Linked DNA regions of Mus musculus: all the other regions are linked to region 2. A link is a contact called in public Hi-C and HiChIP or PLAC-seq data. All regions are on one chromosome and are shown on one strand. The core of a region is the stretch at or near the end of the contact, and the rest is flanking DNA. Distances in the headings are between cores, read along the strand shown.

The links. HiChIP or PLAC-seq counts read pairs in DNA pulled down with a chosen protein or histone mark. Hi-C and Micro-C count contacts between places; a contact is called where the count stands out from the background.
Region 1: a contact with region 2 is called in a RAD21 HiChIP or PLAC-seq map of pro-B cells, with 12 times the contacts expected there. The contact joins two enhancer-like sites. A contact is called at or near these places in 1 of 15 datasets of contacts at CTCF or cohesin (pro-B cells), 3 of 484 Hi-C or Micro-C datasets (cerebral cortex, embryonic fibroblasts and forebrain) and 1 of 115 datasets of contacts at active chromatin or transcription factors (neural progenitor cells).
Region 3: a contact with region 2 is called in a Hi-C map of the MNK3 cell line, with 5 times the contacts expected there. The contact joins two enhancer-like sites. A contact is called at or near these places in 1 of 484 Hi-C or Micro-C datasets (the MNK3 cell line) and 1 of 115 datasets of contacts at active chromatin or transcription factors (acute myeloid leukemia).

Annotation. Positions count from the first base shown.
Region 1 is chr4:7,851,758-7,855,278 of GRCm38.p6, forward strand. No RefSeq gene overlaps it. Among named protein-coding and RNA genes, the nearest start is that of Gm23860, 33 kb to the left of the region's middle. Within about 2 kb of position 1,799, at least 19 of the 459 cell types and tissues checked have an H3K27ac peak or open chromatin away from gene starts, as enhancers often do. A contact at or near this core is called in pro-B cells, where this site is marked.
Region 2 is chr4:7,205,179-7,208,945 of GRCm38.p6, forward strand. All of the region lies in intron 4 of Gm33646 (a long non-coding RNA gene), which reads left to right. Among named protein-coding and RNA genes, the nearest start is that of Gm33646, 15 kb to the left of the region's middle. Within about 2 kb of position 2,018, at least 28 of the 459 cell types and tissues checked have an H3K27ac peak or open chromatin away from gene starts, as enhancers often do. A contact at or near this core is called in the MNK3 cell line and pro-B cells, where this site is marked.
Region 3 is chr4:7,910,944-7,914,557 of GRCm38.p6, forward strand. No RefSeq gene overlaps it. Among named protein-coding and RNA genes, the nearest start is that of Gm23860, 92 kb to the left of the region's middle. Within about 2 kb of position 1,893, at least 25 of the 459 cell types and tissues checked have an H3K27ac peak or open chromatin away from gene starts, as enhancers often do. A contact at or near this core is called in the MNK3 cell line, where this site is marked.

The DNA.
Region 1 (3,521 bases), core at 549-3,048, 650 kb after region 2:
AGCATGAAACCACAGCTCTAGTGTTTATCATCTTGATGACACTAGATAAGATAATGAATCTTTTTGTCACTTGCTTCTCCCAATTTAAAAGCCAATCTAAGAAAAATTTCCTTATATTTCTTTATTGAAATGACATAGTATATAAAATCTGTCCCCTTGAAGTAGGAATCTCTCCCTTCTACTAGAAAAAGGCTCAGCACTTAAAGGCAACAATGCAGAGAAGACCAAGATTTATGCAACAGAAGATAGTTTAGTTCTTACCTAAAGTTAAAATAGATATTTTTTTTTTAAAAGCAGAAACACAGGAGAAGAGGAAGGGAAGATAATTGAAAGTGAACCAAATCAAAGCAAGCGACTAAGCTGCAAAGCTCCTGAGAAACCTGACTCAATTCTGGGATACTTAAAATAATGATGACTAAGCCTTTTAATATATGCCCATATAGAGCCAAGATTCACATGTAGAAACATTTAATTTAGAAACTAGGGAAATGCTACAATCTGGATGGGCACAGACCAAGTTATCACAAGAAAATTTATTTCCATACATGAAGTTGGAATAAATCTATTTTAATGAAGTCTCCAATTGTCCTTTCCTAGATCAAACCATATGTAATTTAGCGAATCTTGATGTGCTTCATTTAAAAAACATCTTTAATGTCTCCACAAGGCAACTCCCTGAGATAGCACAAGCTTTTGGAACACCCACAAGAGAAGTGCGATTCAAATTAGTCCTCAAGCTGTTCAAATAAGGAGCTACAGCTGAAAGTACTGCAGTTCAACGGGGAGATACATGTATTTTTAAAGTTACTTGTATCTACCAGATAAGCCTGGCAAAATGAACCAAAAAGTGAAACCCAAATGAATAGTGTGAATTAACGAGTGAATTCTTCTAACCCTGGGAGCAAGACAAGATCACTGGGAAGATAAATAATTCTTGTTCAAATCTGGTGGTTTCTGCCACCATTCTTCCTGAAAGTGGTCCTGAAAATATTATTATTATTGGGCATGACACAATTTGGATTGAATTGCATTGCCTGATTTGATTAATTTCTAACTGAACTTCCAATTGTGACTCCTTCCCTTCCACTTCCAGGACATGCCACAACTCTATAATCAGAATATTTTGTCCAGCATCCTCATTGTGCAATGGCTTCTCCTCATTTTCTATTCACGGTTGTCACCACAGTTTAACAAACAGAGGAGCACTAACTATGCTGGCATAATTGTCTGACTCAGGCACTCAAAAGTGTAGTTTTAGCTGCTCTGCTAACTTTCAGACATGAGTGAACCACTTGACCTTGCTAGCCCAATTCTTGGAGTCAAGGGTTGGCTTGTTCATCGCTAAGGTCCTTTTCTACACAGTTATCCTATGATTCTGTAATGTATTTCTAAGCAGTTTGCTTAATCACTCAATTACCCAGCAGTCCTCCAGACCTGGAAGGGGATGATTACTTGCCAGGGGCATTGCAGAGGGTATTTGTGAATTAGCAGGAGGTCAGGTTTTAACCTCTGAGGTCCCTGAAACTCTGATTCTATTCTGGCTCTTGTATTGGCTGTTTCCTGGCCCAATGTTCTACCCATCAGGAGGACATTACCCACTCTTGGAAGCAACTGGTTTCTAGTTCATTAATAGAGAGATAACAGGCATTAAAAATCAAGCTGCTTGAATAAATGATAAATATAAACCATTACCAACTTGTCCTCATACTAAAATAATTGCATACAGAATCATTGTAAAATAATCTTGCTATGAGAAATAAAGAAAACAGAGGCATCATTTTGGTGCCCCCAAGTGGACATCCATGATGGCTGCAGTCAAATTACACCTTACAAAGTATTTCAGGGCATCTGGCAGACACACACACACACACAGACCTTTGGCGGTCTTGCATATTTCATGTTGTATAGATTCTAGAAGGTATTCTAGAAATTTTGGGTCTCTTCATGAACACTTTGCAGTTATCTAAGAAGAGACAGAGGTATATGACCACTCCCAAGTTAGTCTTCTGACTAACAGAGTTTGAATATCTAAGGAAAAAGACATTTCAGTGCATTCTCCAGTGAGACCTTTAGCATCTCCTCTGTTCATTTGCACCAAATGTCCAGCAGCTACTATCAACATTGCTTGCTTTGGACAAACATTTTGTTTCTTATTCATTCCTTTTAAACTTCATAGTATTGGTATATTTTGATATTAGATATTTAAACCTTGTGGGTTTTACACAGACTAAATACAATGATATAAATAAAACATATGCTGGACTACGTAATAACTAAATAAAACCTCTTATGAGTTCCTGCTATAAGAAAGATAATGTATTAAGCAAAGAGTCCTACAACCCCCCCCCCAAAAAAACAGCCAAACAGAAGCAGGTTGCTTATATGATAGGCAAAAGGACTCCCTTAAAATGTAACAGAAGATACCACAAAGAATAAAGGGAACCAATACCACAAGGGGCACTCAGTAGTTCAGTCAAAATATCCTGAGATATAGCTGAAAGAATTGTGTGTTTAAATGATAAATGAAGAGTTGAGACAATTTGATTTCCAGAACACCAGGTGCCTGTGTTGTGGATTAAGATGTTCTAGGAAGGCCTTTGTTTTTTTTTTTTTTGTTTTGTTTTGTTTTATTTTTTTGCAGGGAATGGAAATTAGAGAAGATAAAGGGGAGCAGTGGGGTGATGTTTTATGTTTCTAGGTTAGGAAATTATGGAAATAATCATAGCATAAAACTTGTAAGATTTGCTTGAAGAATAAGGAATTTGCTGAAGCAAAATATTAGGAATTATAAACAACTATAGATGTTAGTTAAAATGAAAGTGTAAGCTGTAAGCCAGGAAGCAAAATTTTGGCTTTGATTAATATTCATACTACAAGTGTTTATCTCATAGACTAGGATTAGTAAGATCACCACACTTTTGTCTCTCTTCCTTCTTCTCAGAGCTGCAACAGCCATTGCTAGGCAACCACTCCATTGTCTCTTACTAAGCACTGTGGGACCTTAGAGTCTGTCTCAATAACTTTAGCAAAAATGATGTTTCATCAGGATTGTCTCAAAAGATAAAACCAATGTGTGTCTCTTGCACTAGATTTAACGGTAAAAATAGGAAGACCCACACCTAATAAAGGTTGGTAAGCATTAGTCAGAACTGATCCTGCTTGAGACTATGGCCAGCATTCAGTGATCATTTATCATATCGATGTAGAATTTAGATGGTGGGTGCTCATGTATAGCAAAATAAACATTCATCGGGTAGCTGTTGTGTGCTGTTATGTATTACAATCTGGGAGCCTCTAGGAAGGAGGTTGAAGACAATGGATAGACCAGCTGAAGGTGTTAATAGGATCATAATGAATTAAAATCTAAAGCTGAAATGTACAACTAATATAGAAGGGAAAAAAGACTAAGCTGTGTTAGAAGTAAGTAAAAACTCCAAGGAAAGAGTGCACAAAGGGAAAGTCCAATGGGCAAGAAGAAGTATGAAAAATAAACACTAATGAGACAGGGAAATCAGAGATAT
Region 2 (3,767 bases), core at 768-3,267:
ACTCTTCACTTTGTATTTTGAGACGTGTCCTCTCACGGAAATTAGATCTTACTGATTCAGGTCAGCTAGTTAGCCAATCAGTCTTAGGGATTCCATGTTTTCACTACCAAGTGCCAGGAATATCGATGCATACGGTTGCACCAGACTTCACCCTTCTTTCCTGGTGTATCTAACTCAGGTCCTCGTGCTTGTATGTCAAGGACTGACTGACTGAGCCAGCTCTGAGCCTCTGGTGTGAATATTGAGAAAATATTCTTTTTTTTTTTTTCTACAAGGCCATGTCTAAATTTTGCCTAACAGTGTAAATATTCAAGTTGAACTTTGTTTTCCCACAATGTCGTAGATTATTTTCAAAATAAAATGTCAAAGAATGTATTTTGTTGCACAGTATAGATTAATTTTTTATACATGAAGAACCTCCCTGTGTAGCTCAGGTTGGCCTCAAACTGACAATAATCCTTTCTCAGCCTCCAGAGTTCTGGAACTACTATCATCTATCACTGTGCCAGGGCAGGTTTTTGATTGATCTATCTATCTATCTATCTATCTATCTATCTATCTATCTATCTATCTATTTGGGATCATTCTTTTTCTATAAAAATATAAAAACATTTTTTTGTTCACTAAACCATATATCAGTGAATATTGATTAAAAAAATTTGTAGATGTTTACTCATGAAGAACACAGTCAGCATACCCATGGGCAAGAAGCCATGCTTCACTGGGGGAAAGGCACTATGGAGGAAGGCTTGAGAAATTTGCAACTGGTCACCAATTAATCGGCCAGGTATTTCCCTTCAAATAGAGCAATATTAATTTTTAGTCCTTCTTAGCAAAGAAAACAGATATACTTTCAAGTCCTCCTTCTTTTCTTCAACTTAAAGAACTGACTTAGTTTCGCAACAAGGTAGTGGGAGGTGATCTACTCCATATTTCAGCCTTGATTTATGTGAAAGAAAAATAAGCAATAATCAAACATGTGTGACATGATTAGTGGTCACTTGCTGCAGATTCTGCTCATGTTCACATGCCAGGTAATGGAGAATTATCTGTTCTTCTAGAATACATATCTTAAACCCTGATAGTTCTTATGGCTACAAGCTTCTTTCTATAACACTTAAAAACTTTCCTTGCCATGTCCAATTCTTCCATGTGTGCTGCTTTCTAAAAGTCATCAAATAAAATGAATTTCACATGGAGACTTCATATATGTTTGTGTTATAAATCCAACGCTTAATGTTTCTTCTGCTGTTTCTCCCCTGTTCAGGCAGAGAGATGTTTCCATCTCTCTTCAGATGCTATCTGGACAGCCATTCCCTATCTGTGCTTGGGCTAAATATAAAATTTAAATGTAAATGCCATATAAGTAACAAAGAGAATAATGAAGATCATTCATCCACAACATGTGTGCACTTCATCTGATAGCTCAGTGATTGTTCACGGACTTCTCATGCTTTAAGCCCTGAGTGTTTTGCTATCAGAACTCCTAATGAACCAGCAGTCCTCCTGTTTGTGCTGTCATGAGCAAAGAAGAGGAAATAACTAGATTGGCAATATTGCCAATAGTTTTGCATGACAGCTAAAGGAACTATTTGCGAACTTTACCTGGCTATGGATGTCACCTAGTATGATTGCTTGTGAACAAAAGAGACATTCAGAAGTCCAGAGGAAATATGTGCTCTGTGGTGTGTGCTGAGACAGGCCTAGGCCCCCCTAGCCTGCATCCAGCCGGGGACAGAAAATTCTAGAAGCTCTATAAAAGGACACAAGGGTAGAGCCAAGGCAAACTGATAAAGCAAACTGAATGAATTAACAGGCTGCTTTTTATAAGCGTTTCTTCTAATTTCATTGGAGTATGCTCTATCCAGCTACAGATTTGAATGGTAAAAGGTATTGTGATGTTTCTTTAATGTAAGAGTGTATGTAGAATTTTTCTGCTGTCTTCTAGAGGTAGAAGCACTGAGTAACAGAAAAAGATGTGGTCAACCTAGGAGTACAGGAAACCACAGAAGGAACTAGTTCTTTATCTTGCTCTCTGGTGATTCTTCCTCTTCTATCAGTGGGGGACTGATGGGCCTGTCAGAAGTGGGGGAGGAATTTAGATGATGGAGGGATGAAGGTAGCCTCAATGTTCTGTGCATTTGGAATCAATCTTGAAGGAAGGAAGATTTGAAGAGGTATGGATTTAGACTCCCACTGTTATCAGTGGGAGGCAGAGAAAAACTGCCCACTTGCATGCAAGTCAGCAAATATCTGAGGGTTAAAGATGCTGGGACTCTGATCTATTGACCAGTAAGGTCCCAGCGCTTCTTATAATAATTGTGTTAAGGTACCACAGTATCCAAATAAAGTTAATAACTACTGCATGGCACTTGTGGGCTTGGCATATGCATACACTTGGTTGACTCTTTTAACTCCAGGCTTGTTTCTTAACCAGCTAGGCAACTTTAGTCAGTTGCCCTTTGTCATAGTTAGAATCTGAAATGACTCCAAAGGGTCAGCTTGCACTGTAGCTGAAGGGGCCGTTGGAATTGGTGAGGCCCAGTGTAAACTGTTGAGTCTTTGGAGGTTGTCCATAAGGCGGTACTGCATTTTCAACTCCTTCCTCTCTCATTCCTTTTGCTGCTGGGCCCACATGGAGCTCTTCTGTCTGGGTTCCCACCATGATGGAAAACCCACAGCAGTGCACCCAGGACAGCATGGCATGAAACCTGTGTTACCCTGAGCCAAAATGCATCTTTCTTCTTTAAAGTTGCATGTCTTAGTCATTTTACATCAAAGAGGAAGCTAATGTGCCCCTTAGGCATAATACCCTTTAATATAGGACCAGATTAACACTGGGATTATATATGTGAATGTATATATGTGTGTCCTCATATAGAATTAGAAAAAGATTGGAATAATTTTCATCTTATTATTTTGGTAACATGGATCAGATCTAGGGGCTCAAGCATACGCAAGATAAGCAAATGCTCTACACTTGATATGTACCTGCAGATACCCTAATAGTATTATGAAGAACCAGCTTCATCCGGTTATTTCAAGTAATATATAAAACTGGACGTGTGTGTTAGCAGTCCTGGTTATCTCTTTGGGAGTTCCCTTACAGTGCTATAGATCTTCAAAATTACAGCACTGTTTATATATTGTGATTAACACGTGTCATTATTATTAAAAGTATATTATTAAAAGTTGCAATGTGGGCAGCACAATGTATCAACAAGCTGGCTGGGTGTGACTGAAGCCTGGAAGCTGTTAAGCAAAATTCCATGTGTCTGAAGTGGTCTTCTGTTGCCAAAGAATAGTCCAGAGCACCAAATCTGATCTTGGACCAAGGGGAAAGGGTTAACACTGCAAGAGGCTACTATACACTAAATGTCTCTCGTGTGTCAACAATTATTTCACTTACTCTCAGCAAAAGGTTATGAAGCCAATTACTGTTGTTCCGTTTCAAGAGATAGCTATGGCTTAAGGGCTTGTATACACTGAGGAGGATATGGGGGAACTGGAGTGAGGGGAACAGGGATTAGTGTTTTATTGTATACACACACACACATACACACACACATATAGATAGAGATAGGTGTATATATATATATATATATATATATATATATATTCCTCAAAAATAATATATTTCATTGTGAACACATATTTCATATATGAACATCACAAAGATTTTATATATTATATATAATTCAATGTATATATTGATCACTAACACACATATTTATATATTATATTTTATATATTTATAATTATGTATT
Region 3 (3,614 bases), core at 643-3,142, 710 kb after region 2:
ATGCATCACATATTACACTAATTTCTTCTGTGAATCAATAAAAAGAAATAAGAGGGCATTAAATAAGCTTATAATTAATAAAATATTGATGCATTGAAACTAGCTTGAAATAGTAAATTTGTTGTTTGGATGAACAAATAAGAGCTTGCTCTGATTAGGTTTGTCACATGTAATATACCTGACCAAACATAATATTCACAGATTTGGTTTAGAATATAATTGCTTCTGCCAAGTTTCCTTTAGTATAGAGTACAAAGAATTCTTATAAGATACACAATTTCTTTTCCCTCTCCCTCTCCCTCTCCCTCTCCCTCTCCCTCTCCCTCTCCCCCCCCCTGTCTTTCTTTTATACGGCAGATAGCCCATCTTCACAAAACACTGAAATAATCGAACCTGTGTACTTAAAATATCTTCAAAGTTCCTTTGATTAATCTGAAACTCATGGACTATAAGGGGAAGGTACATTTTAAAGTGATAAATGTCTTTGTCTGTTATGAGACAAATTCTATAAGGAGTAAGCAAGAATAAGCACAAATCTAGTTGTTTTTAGAACTTGCTGAGATGCCGTTTCCTGGAAGCAGATCCAGGAGAATTGTGCAGCAGAATAAATGTCCTATTTTCTTTCTTGTGCCTGGAGATTACAGTCATTGAATAGGTGGCTTCATCATTTTCTCATACTGTTTGTAAGTCTAGGACAATCGCTAATGACATTTTTTCTCAACTATTCTTAGGCATCAATTCAATTTGTTTACACACACACACACACACACACACACACAAAATAAAAAATGTCAGGAAATAGTAACTTACCACCCAGTGCCACCCTTTCTCCTTGGCCAAGGTGACTCATTGGAAGGTAAAGATTTCTTCCTGTGGCATTAACATAAGGTTGTCAACATTCATCACTTCTAATGCAATTTATTCTGCTCATGTGAGAGGCAAACATGAACTGTTTAAAGCAGATCTCCAGGTCAGTATCTACAATCCACCAGGAATATTTGCAGACAGATGAAATTGCTTAGAACTTGTGAGTAATCTTCTCTAGTGTCCTTCTGTAGACCAACTGTATCTTTGTAATTTGATGTGGCCAATGCAACATGTTCGGTAGCTTGACTTACTTTATACAAGCAAGTCAAAAGCTTTCTCTTATAGCTCAGGCTATGTTTAACCTCAAGATCCTCAGCCTCATGGGTCCTGGAATTTCAGCTGTGCACCAATACAAAGCCACAATGGAGCAGATTAAGCAAATGAAAACACATTCACTCTGAGGCTCAGATAGGTGACTGCATCCCCCTCATCATTGTTTCCACAAGAAGAGTTGGTTAAATTCTGCTTTGGTGCAAAATGACAATAAAAATATATCTGGCCTTCATGTTTTCTTATAGAAAGAGAGCATGGTGTAGAGTTTGAACAGACATTTCAACTTGGACATTTTTAGTGGAAGATTCATTTATTGAACAGATATAAGGAAGGCAGCATAAAAACATTAGTGAATTCCCATCCATCCCAACGCTTGCTTACATAAAAACAAGAAACTCTAGAAACTTTGGATAAAAAAATGAAAGAAAACATTAACAGCATGACAAAATAGCATCTTTCTGCAAGAAAGAAGTGAAAATGTTTAAAACTTAATAATGCAGATACCAAAAAGAGACAGAGGTTTCCTTTTTTGCCTAGGACAAAAGAAAATCTATAGATTAAATCCTCAGGAAATTATTTGATAGAGAAGAGCAATTCCAATGCTGTCACATGGTTTTTAAATAGTATTGGATTAAGAGAAGCACCAGAGACTTTTCATGGTACTTTTTTCCATGTTAGAAAAGTCATCTCAGCTCTGTAGGCAGACCAAATGACTTCACAAACCACATCCTCATTACTCAGAACTAGATTCCACTTTTCAGTATTTCAGTATTATTAGCTCTGTCCCCAATTTCTTCCGTTGAAACCACTGCATGTGTACTTACTGGCCCAGTGACCACCACTGATGCTAATCAGACCTCTCATTTTCTTAACTAGGGATGTTTAACATGAAGTAGGTCAGAGAAGAAGAGGAAATTATAGGTGGGGAGTGGGCCAATGTGTGCTAGAAATATTAAATTCATGCATACGCATGGGCTCTTCTATTATAAATCAGCTATTCAAGTAGCATTTGAAATACTTGTCTGATTTCCTGGTTCTAATCTCTTAATGATATGTTTGCAGTGCCGATGAATTCTTACCATTTTGATACTCCCAGAGCAGTTCACAACCCTCATACAAGCACCTCTTGCTCATGGTCCTGTCTGTCATAGATATGACTTACTAGATTTGAGATGCAAAAGAGGCTGTCACTCATTTAGACAAATGATGAGAACTGAGTCACTTCATGAAAACAAGGACATCCCTCTTCTTCTCTTGCTCACCTAAAACCTGTGACGTTTTCTCATCTTCCTTTCCTTGCATAAAAGGCAAGTGTCTCAAAGTCCGCTGGAAGGTTTCTCATTTCAGATTCAGTATGTCACCTGTTAATTCAGGGTGGATACCTGTCTTGTCTATTTTTACCAGTAGTCTCTGTACTTCCATAGTGAGGCAACAACCAACATAGAAGCATATTTCTGGTACTCATTGCTCTAGCTACCACACCCTACTTACTTACTTCAGTTGTTCCCATAACATTTGTTATGTCTGGATCTTTATTAATGATACCAAAGTATAAAAGGACAGTTTCTACTCATAAAACGATTTTTAAATGCTATTTCTGCCAAATGTTCACACAGAACTGAGGGATTCATGCATAAATAAAGGCAAACTTTTAGATACATTGTCAAATGAACTCTGGGTGTATTCTATAAACATTAAGAGAAAGGAAAATAAGTTTTTATTTGATACAAATAATAAGGCTATGCACCTAATAATTCAAGATACCTTTCAAATGACCTTTCAAATGATCTGTATTAAGTATGTTTATCACTGCAATGCTTACATCTTAGATATTAAGCATATGGAAGGGAAGTAAGTGTGCTGTGCCTTCATTCCTTGGTATAGAGAATCTCTTAAACAAAGATTCACACAGGTAAATGACTAAACATTTTAAATTTAGAAATCACAAATCATACTTTAAATGTGTTACTAAAACAATTTTAACTACATCTTTCTCCAAGATATCTTTTCACATGCCTTCCAACCCCTACCCCCAGATGAAGCCTAACCCCACATTCAGTTCTCTGAACAATTCCGGCCAACCTTGCCCTAAGCACAAGCAACCTTTAGGCTTCCATTCTGTTTATCCCAGAACTATCTCCAGCCCTCCTATGGTACACTCAATCTCTTCAATCAAACCCTGCACGTTATTTCCCAGAGCCTATCTTGGTGAGTCCATCTAATTTCCCCCCATGTCCCCTCCCCTAGCTCCAGATCTACCCCTAAATTCCAGACTTGGACCAGAATGCATATATCACCTCAATGCCTTGTGTCCACCTGACTTCATTTTACCCAAGCAAGATCACCCTGTGGGCTCAATGAATCCATGAATGAATCTTCATTTCTCTCTGAAGAGTCTATGGCTGTACCAGATAAGACCAAACAAAGAAGTTCAAATACCCAGATCTTATTGACAAAAACACAAGATTGTAAAA